2 separate regions of the Rattus norvegicus genome follow, and region 1 is linked to region 2. The links are chromatin contacts, called in public Hi-C maps. All regions are on one chromosome and are shown on one strand. Each heading gives the region's core, a stretch centred on a gene start, on an enhancer-like site or on the middle of the called end of the contact. The rest is flanking DNA. Distances are from core to core; before and after follow the strand shown.

Region 1 (3,892 bases), core at 1,294-3,793, 440 kb before region 2:
GCACACATCTAAACTATAGATGAAAATGTCACCCAGAGCTGAGCAAGGTGGCCCATGAGGTTAATCCCAGCACTTGGGAGGCAGAGCAGGCGGGTCTCTGAGTTCTGGGACAGCCAAAGCTACAGAAAGATAAAACGAGTCTGACCTGATTGCCTCACTGTACTCCCAGCACTGAGGCAGCCTGACCTGCGTAGCAAGCTTCAGGGCAGCCAGTGCCCTGCCGGCCTCTAAGGAAGTTGCCAAAGCATCCTTAGTTGTACACATTGTGCCTCTATACACCAGACCCTAAAGATTCCAACAGAAGTCTTAGAGTTGATAGTCACTTTAATGAACTACCAGGATGCAAAATTAATACACACAGACCATTAGGGGCAAAATATAGACCAACGACAAACACAACTGTATTCACAACTACCACAATAAACAAACTATCATGGAGTAAACCCAGCCAGAGAAATGACTGGGGGGAGGGGGTCTCTGTGTAGTCCTGGCTGTTCTAGAACTTACTCTGTCAACCAGTTTGGTCTCGAACTCACAGAAATCCACCTGCCTCTGTCTCCTGAGTGCTGGGATTAAAAGTATGTACCACCACACCCAGCTAACATTTTTTATTTTTTTAAACTATGTACATTGGTAGTTTGTCAGCATATTATGTCTATATGATGGTGCTGGACCTCTGCAATTGAAGTTATAGACACGTGGGCGCTGGGAATTAAACCCAGGTCCTCTGAAAGAACAGCCATTGCTCTTAACCACTAAGCCATTTCTTCAGCCCCTGTGTTTTTTAAAGATTAGAAATTTTGAATCTTAAAAAAAAAACATTCAATGTTTGTATTATATGGGTGTTTTGCCCGCATGCTTATCTGGGCACCCCATGTGTGCCTGGTGCCTCCACGTATTCCTTATAACTAGAGTTATAGATAGCTGTAAGCTATCATGTTGAATGCTGGGAACTGAACCCAGGTCCTTGGGAAGAGCAGCCAGTCCTCTTATCCACTGAGTCATCTTTCTAGCCTTGATGTTTTTTTTAAATGAAATATAATTACATTATACTCATCATATCCAATCCCTCATATCCCCCTCTCAACATCATGGCCTTTTTGTGTTTGTTTTACACAGACAACACAGACATACATATGTGAATATATAAATATAACCCTAAGTCTGTTTAATGTAGCATGTACATGCATGATTTTAGGGCTGATCACTTGGTACTGGGTTATCCGTTAGGGGGTTCATCTCTAGTATCTATTCTCCCTGTCTCAACAGTCATTGTCTGTAGCTCTACATCTAGGGGTTGGCCCTTCAAGATCCTGCCCCCCTTCCAAGTGGGCATGTCAATTGGTGCTATCATTGTCCAGCTCTTATTTTTTTTAAAGACTTATTTATTTATTATATGTGAATACACTGTAGCTGTCTTCACACACACCAGAAGAGGGCATCAGATCTCATTACAGATGGTTGTGAGCCACCATGTGGTTGCTGGGATTTGAACTCAGGACCTCTGGAAGAGCAGTCAGTGCTCTTCACCACTGAGCCATCTCTCCGGCCCCTGTCTAGCTCTTATTAAAGCAGCAATACGAGATGTCATGGATGTAGTGGAATCAGCCTAGATGGCCAACAACTTAGTCATCTGATGGATAGTTGAAACCATACACACGACAGAACTTTATTCTGCGGAAACAGATCCTACACACACACACACACACACACAGAGAGAGAGAGAGAGAGAGAGAGAGAGAGAGAGAGAGAGAGAGAGAGAGAGAGAACGAGAACGAACTGTATTATTTCACACAAGCGAAACAGGCAAGTTCACTGACAGAGTAGAAGGGGTCCTGGGACGAGGGGGAAAGTGGTGGAATGGAGAGCTCACTGGAGCTTCAGGATTTATTTAGGAGTGATGAAAATGTTGTGGAATTCGATGATGCTAAGGGTTGCACAACCCCCAAGCATATGAGTAACCAGAGAACTGCACACCTCTAAGGAGTGAATTTAAACGTACTAATGCACGCCTCAGTTTTCAAAGTCCGGAAAGGCTACTCCGAAGGTCAAGTCCACCGTTTCTTCTCAACCCAACCCACTCCATCCGACTTCACCCAGTCACAGACTGTTAACAGTCGGCGCGCGTGTCACCTTGTGCAGAGAACCGCTACTACAGCCCGGGCTGCCCTCCCTAGCTCGCGGTCAGCACCGCAGACCCGGCGCCTCCGTCCAGAATCAGCGGAGCCCAGGGGACTTCCGGACTAGGTCTCCCTAAATGAGACGCCCCCGTGCAGGGCGTGCCCAGCAGCCGCCCGAATCCAAAGGGTCCCACGCTCTGCGACCCCGCTGGAACCACCCCAGCGAGGGCCGCCTGCACTCACGTGCCTCGGAACGCGGTGCACGCAGGAGCTCGGTCCTGGGTGCTGGGAGGCTGGAGAGGGCCTCGCAGAAGAGATCGAGGCGCAAGCTCAGGGAACGCTGGGAAGAAGGTCTGAGCCCAAAGAATAACAGAAGAGGAGCCGTAAGTCAAGTCCGAAGTCGACGAGAGCAGCAAAGCCGACTGTCGCAAATCTCGTGGCGAGCTGGAGGCCGCGGAGGATTTGGCATCCTGATTCGCTCGCTATTAAGTTGCGGTCTGCAGCAATCAGCCATCCTACAGCCAGGGTCGTGTTGGAGCCGCGATACCACCACAGCTTCGGTGGTCATTGCTCTCTCTTCAAGGGTGCGGCTTCTTCCAAGCTCTCCCGAGGCTGACTCTTCGCCTTCTATCTGGTTTCTCTAGGCGCCCTGCGAGGGTGCCTGGTGTGACCGGGCTGGGTGACTCCTGGAGCCAACCTCTCCTCCAAGCACTTTTAAACTCTGAGACCCTGGCAGCCAGAGGGATTTCCGCAGAAATTCAACCAGACCGATCCCAGTTTATGGTGTTTTCTGCTTTACAGCAGATCTATATCCCCAATGTGTAGTTTATACACTGAGAACTTTTTGGTTCAGGCCTCCGGATTGCTACAATTTAACCAATTCATTATATGACCACTATCTCTAGGATCTTCTGTGTTTTCCTGGATGATTGGCTTAACTAGTCTTCCCAGGAACACGGAGTCAGATGCAGTTAATAAATAAATCGAGGGGTTGGGGATTTAGCTCAGTGGTAGAGCGCTTACCTAGGAAGCGCAAGGTCCTGGGTTCGGTCCCCAGCTCCGAAAAAAAGAACAAAATAAATAAATAAATAAATAAATAACAAAATAAATAACAAAATAAATAAATAAATAAATAAATAAATAAATAAATAAATAAATAAATAAATAAATAAATAAATCGAAAGTTCTTTAGCCCAATGTAGGGTCCATACCGACAAGACCAAGGTAACAGGACAACGACACCAGCTACAAGAAGAACTCAGCAGTTTCTGGAATTAGCTGGCCACTCAACATGCCCAATACTTGCACAAAAAAAGAAAAGACTCTTTCTCTGGGCAGTGGGGAAGCACGCCTTTAATTCCAGCACTCAAAAGGCAGAAGCACGCCTTTAATCCCAGGACTCAGGAGGCAGAGGCAGGCCTGTCTTGAGTTCAAGGCCAGCCTGGTCTTCAGAGTGAGTTCCAGGACGGTCAGGGCTACACAGAGAAACCCTGTCTCGAAGAAAAGAAAAACATCTTTTGAAACTGTGCCACCAAGTTTGCCAATCCTGGGGGCACAGGCCTGTAACCCAAACGACTGAGGAAGTTGAAACAGGAGAATCCCAAACTCAAGGAGAGCCTGGGCTTTTTACCTATAAAAAGAAGGTTGGCATTATAGCTTAGTAGCAGGACTCTTATTTTTTTAATTTTTTTCAAAGATTTTACTTATTGTAGGTATGTGAGTGCACTCTCACTGTCCTCAGACACACCAGAAGAGGCTGGCACCCATTACAG
Region 2 (3,877 bases), core at 842-3,341:
AACTCAGAGAACTGCCTGGCTGTGTGAGCGCTGGGATTAGTGGCGTGTGCTACCACGCCTGGCCCAGGAATTGTTTGTCTTAGTGGTCTAATTGCCCTTTCTCCCTCCCTTACCTACCTGTTCAGTTCCAGCCTCTGCACCCTCCTTCCAGAGTCTAAGAAATATCAGGCCTGAGGTGTCTGACTCCTGCTGAGAGACCACTTCTCAGAAAGCCTTGCCCTAGCCTGGGAAATGGAAGCAGCCGTGTCTATGAATAGGGGTGGCAAAGCTTCCTAAGGAGATGCAATGTGACCGACCTTTGTGATATTTTGTGTCATTACCAAGTGAGGACAGCAGTATTACCCAAGCCAATGCTGAATAGCCCCATACTGCTTGAGAAATAGTGACTGCGTCTTGAACGATCTCCCTACCGTCCAACTCCCACATCCTGGGCCCATGATATGAGCGGCCATTACAGACAGGCAGCATGACATGACTGGCTGTTCCACAGAGCAGGTTATGCCCATGCGCCTAGTGTCAGCCGGATGAGCTGTGCACACCGTAATTCCTTGGCGGTCAGGAGCAGCTGTGGCCATGTAATGAGTTCGTGGACGGCTGGGCTGCGTGAGACCCCGTCTTTGTGGAGGCCCTGGATGTAACAAATGAGGGCTCTGACTCTTTGTGGACCATGGGGAGGCATAAGGAAACACCAGTGAGGTCAAGCCTTCACTACTGAATAGAAGCAGCAGCCACGGTTCCAGAGCCCAGTGCAGGACCTTTCAGAGGGCACTGGAGTAATTCATGGTCCCAGAAGTAGCTGCACGTGGGCCATATCTTAGTGTATATTAAAGTCTGTATCAGCTTCCACACTGAGGCAGAATTCTCATGTCACCTGCATGCCATCTTATTGACTCTCCAAGTATAAAATCCAGTGTGCAGTATCAGCCGGCTGTCGACCCAGCTCTCTCCAGTACGCCACACCAGTACTTTTCTTGATATATCGCACTGAGCTGCGGCCTCTTGCCGCCGACACAGACCAGCTCCCTCTTTTGTAACTGAGATGCACTGTTTTCCAGTGTCACAGATACATGATAAGTTGTTTTCTCATTCAGCGCTGGAAATGGAACCCAGGACCTCAAGCATGCTAGGCATGTACTCTGTCTGCCACCCCTAACCCCGTCACTGTGTAAGGGCATGTGGTACTTGGTCCTTAGACAATTAAAAGGTAGAAGAGTAATGAGATAATAAGAACTTATACCAGGGAATGGTGGTTCATGTTATAATCCCAGCAAGGCCTGAGGTCAGCCTGGGCCACATGGTGAATTCCAAGTCAGTTTGCATTAGAGTGAGACCCTGGCTCAGAGAACAAAAAGCAAAACTTTCTTTCCTTGCTTAGGGAAAGGGAGTACACTCTCTGTGGCTAACTCACAGCGGCCGAGATACTGGAAATTGCAGTCTTGTTGGCACTAGGGTGAGTGGCTTCTTAAAGGCAGAATTACTGTGGCAGTAATAAATGTCACCTCGATGGAGGACAGGGTATATGCTGGCTGGCTGAAGGCTAAAGGCAGTCCCACCAGGCAAGATCAAAGTGATCCCTGGGAAAGAGGAAGAGACTAAAACTGATCATCTGCAAGCACTTCCAACACGTTTGCAGTGACCGGGAAACATGTTTGCACCCAAGAGCGAGAACAGCCTGAGGTGGCTGTGCAGTCTCCTCTCACCAGATGTACGTTACATACAAACAGTCGACACCAATTTAAATCCCATTTCTTACCTACTTTGTGAGGTTTGCTTTAAAAAGCACTAACCTAGCACTCAGTGTTGGAACAAGTGCATTGGCAGAAATGGGCTGTGTGGCCCAAGTGTGAGCTTAGGGCTGAACTAGCTGGCTCCCAACCCTGTGCCTTTCCTCATTTCAAGGGCCTCACACCTCCCTCCAGGGTTCGTAATGGCATAAAATGTCTTTCCTTCTATCAAAGGGACAGAATTAGCTTTCTAAAGGGGTGATGTTTGATGGAGGAGGAGAGGGGATCCCATGCCTTCTCTAGCTCCTCCCTACTCTGGCAGAGCAGAACCAGAAGCCTGGGCCTCTTCCTTTCAGAACCGGGAGGCAGCTGCCAGCTGCGTGAGGCCTTGGCTTTGTTCCACAGATCGTATCTCTTACTGAAAAGGCCCTTGTTCCCTGAAAACTCAGTGGTCCTGAAGGGCTACAACTCTCTCCTGTGCCTTTGAAAACCTTGGTTTAGAGCTAGGTTTGGTGGTTTACAAATGCCTGTAACCTCAGGACTAGGGAGGCCAAAGCAGGAGGGTAGCTGTTCAAGTTCAGTGCCAGCCTGGACATTTTGAGTTCTAGGCTAGCCAGGGCTACATTGTGAGACTCTGCCTTAAAACACAGAGACCGACGCCCTTCCAGGGAAACCTCGGGGTTTGGAAGACAGATCATCTGCCCTTCTTTTTTATGGGGTTGTAGGGTAGGTTCTCATCAGCCCACCCAGGTTGGCTTCCAACTCAATAAGTAGCCAAGAACTGCCTTGAACTTTTGTTGCTCTGAGTACCGGGATTAGAGGGCTACACCACACACCCAGTTTATGTGATGCTGGGGTATGCACCCCTAGCTCCTACATCCTTGGAAGAAAACTACAATAAAAGAAACATGTACTTTTAAAAGATATTTATTATAGATTTGAATTCTTTTTTTTTTAATCCGTTTGTTTTCTCTTTAATGGTCCTGGCACCAACTTATAGTTTTAGTAGATGTGAGGTGGGCAGGTATTCTCGCTGCTGGGCTTCCCCTCCTCTGCCTGTAATGCCTGAGGGGGCTCAGCAGGGGGAGAAGTTTACACCACACCCTGGCTTGTAGCCAGAGGTCACTGTGGCCCTCGGACGCTGCAGAAGTTGCCTGAACCCCACTTACAGTTGTATTAAAGGAAGAGGCTACTGTCGGTGACCCCTGAAGAAGCCAGGAGTCCTTTTCCAGTTTCTGTGGCAGATGATTGTTGGACTGTAAGGTTTGTGGTGAATTCCCCTCCCCATCTACCCCAGTGGCTTTTTTCCCCCCGCTCTCCTGCGATGGTCCCGCTGTGCAGCTAGTTTACCTTAAGCAATTCTGCTCGGTTGGGGTCACAGGCATGAGCTTCTGTACAGCCTCTGCTTTTCTTGAGTCTCAGCAAACCCTGAGATATCCTTCCAGCCCTCAAAGCCTCTCTCCACCCTTCCGGTACCGAGCTTACCCTTACTCTCTTTGAAGCAGTAGCTACACCCAGCTCCCACTCACTTGAGGGTCACATCACAGGAAACCAAGGTAGAGTCAGCAACTGATCTTCCAGAGAAGGGGCTTAGTTCAGATTGTGGCTCCCTCCCTGGTTAGGCGATATAAGGCAGTTTGTGCCCCACCGGAAAAACAGGGAGATGGCTTGAAGGGTTAAAAAGTTAAAAAGTACCACGCAAAGCCCAACGTTTTTTTGTTTGTTTGTTTGTTTTTTTTTTTGTTTTCCATTCAAGGGAGAGATGTAGGTGCTTGGTCTCCATTACCAGTTGTAAAATGTTTATCTCCGTCCCGAGAAGTTCTGTATGCTTGCCTAGTTCAGGTAGTGGACGCCAAGACCCATGATCTGACCTCTCAAATGCTAACTTACCAACCTTTAAACATTTACTTTTATTATTTGAAACTTATGTGTGGTGCCTGTGGACATGACTACAGGTGCGCAGTAATCAGATCCCAGTGGAGATGGAGTTACAGGAGCTGCCGAAGGGGATGCTGGGAACTGAACTTCAGTCCTCTGCAAGCACAGTATGTGCTTTACTCCTGAGCCACCTCTCCAGCCCCTTAAACTTACTGTTCCAAGTATTGGTCAAGGGATTATTTCCATGGGGTTAGATAGAGAATGTTAGCGTGGTT

What was found. Hi-C and Micro-C count contacts between places; a contact is called where the count stands out from the background.
Region 1: a contact with region 2 is called in a Hi-C map of Schwann cells, with 8 times the contacts expected there. The contact joins the promoter of Rad52 here to the enhancer-like site in region 2. A contact is called at or near these places in 6 of 12 Hi-C or Micro-C datasets (the A7r5 cell line, the Rat2 cell line, Schwann cells and 3 more) and 1 of 1 datasets of contacts at active chromatin or transcription factors (oligodendrocytes).

The regions. Positions count from the first base shown.
Region 1 is chr4:154,776,971-154,780,862 of GRCr8, reverse strand. Rad52 (RAD52 homolog, DNA repair protein) reads right to left here and starts at 2,543. Exons shown (of 12, transcript NM_001354109.1): 1 at 2,368-2,543.
Region 2 is chr4:154,338,940-154,342,816 of GRCr8, reverse strand. It overlaps a transcript of Wnt5b not described here. Among named protein-coding and RNA genes, the nearest start is that of Fbxl14, 6.1 kb to the right of the region's middle. Within about 2 kb of position 2,091, at least 8 of the 93 cell types and tissues checked have an H3K27ac peak or open chromatin away from gene starts, as enhancers often do.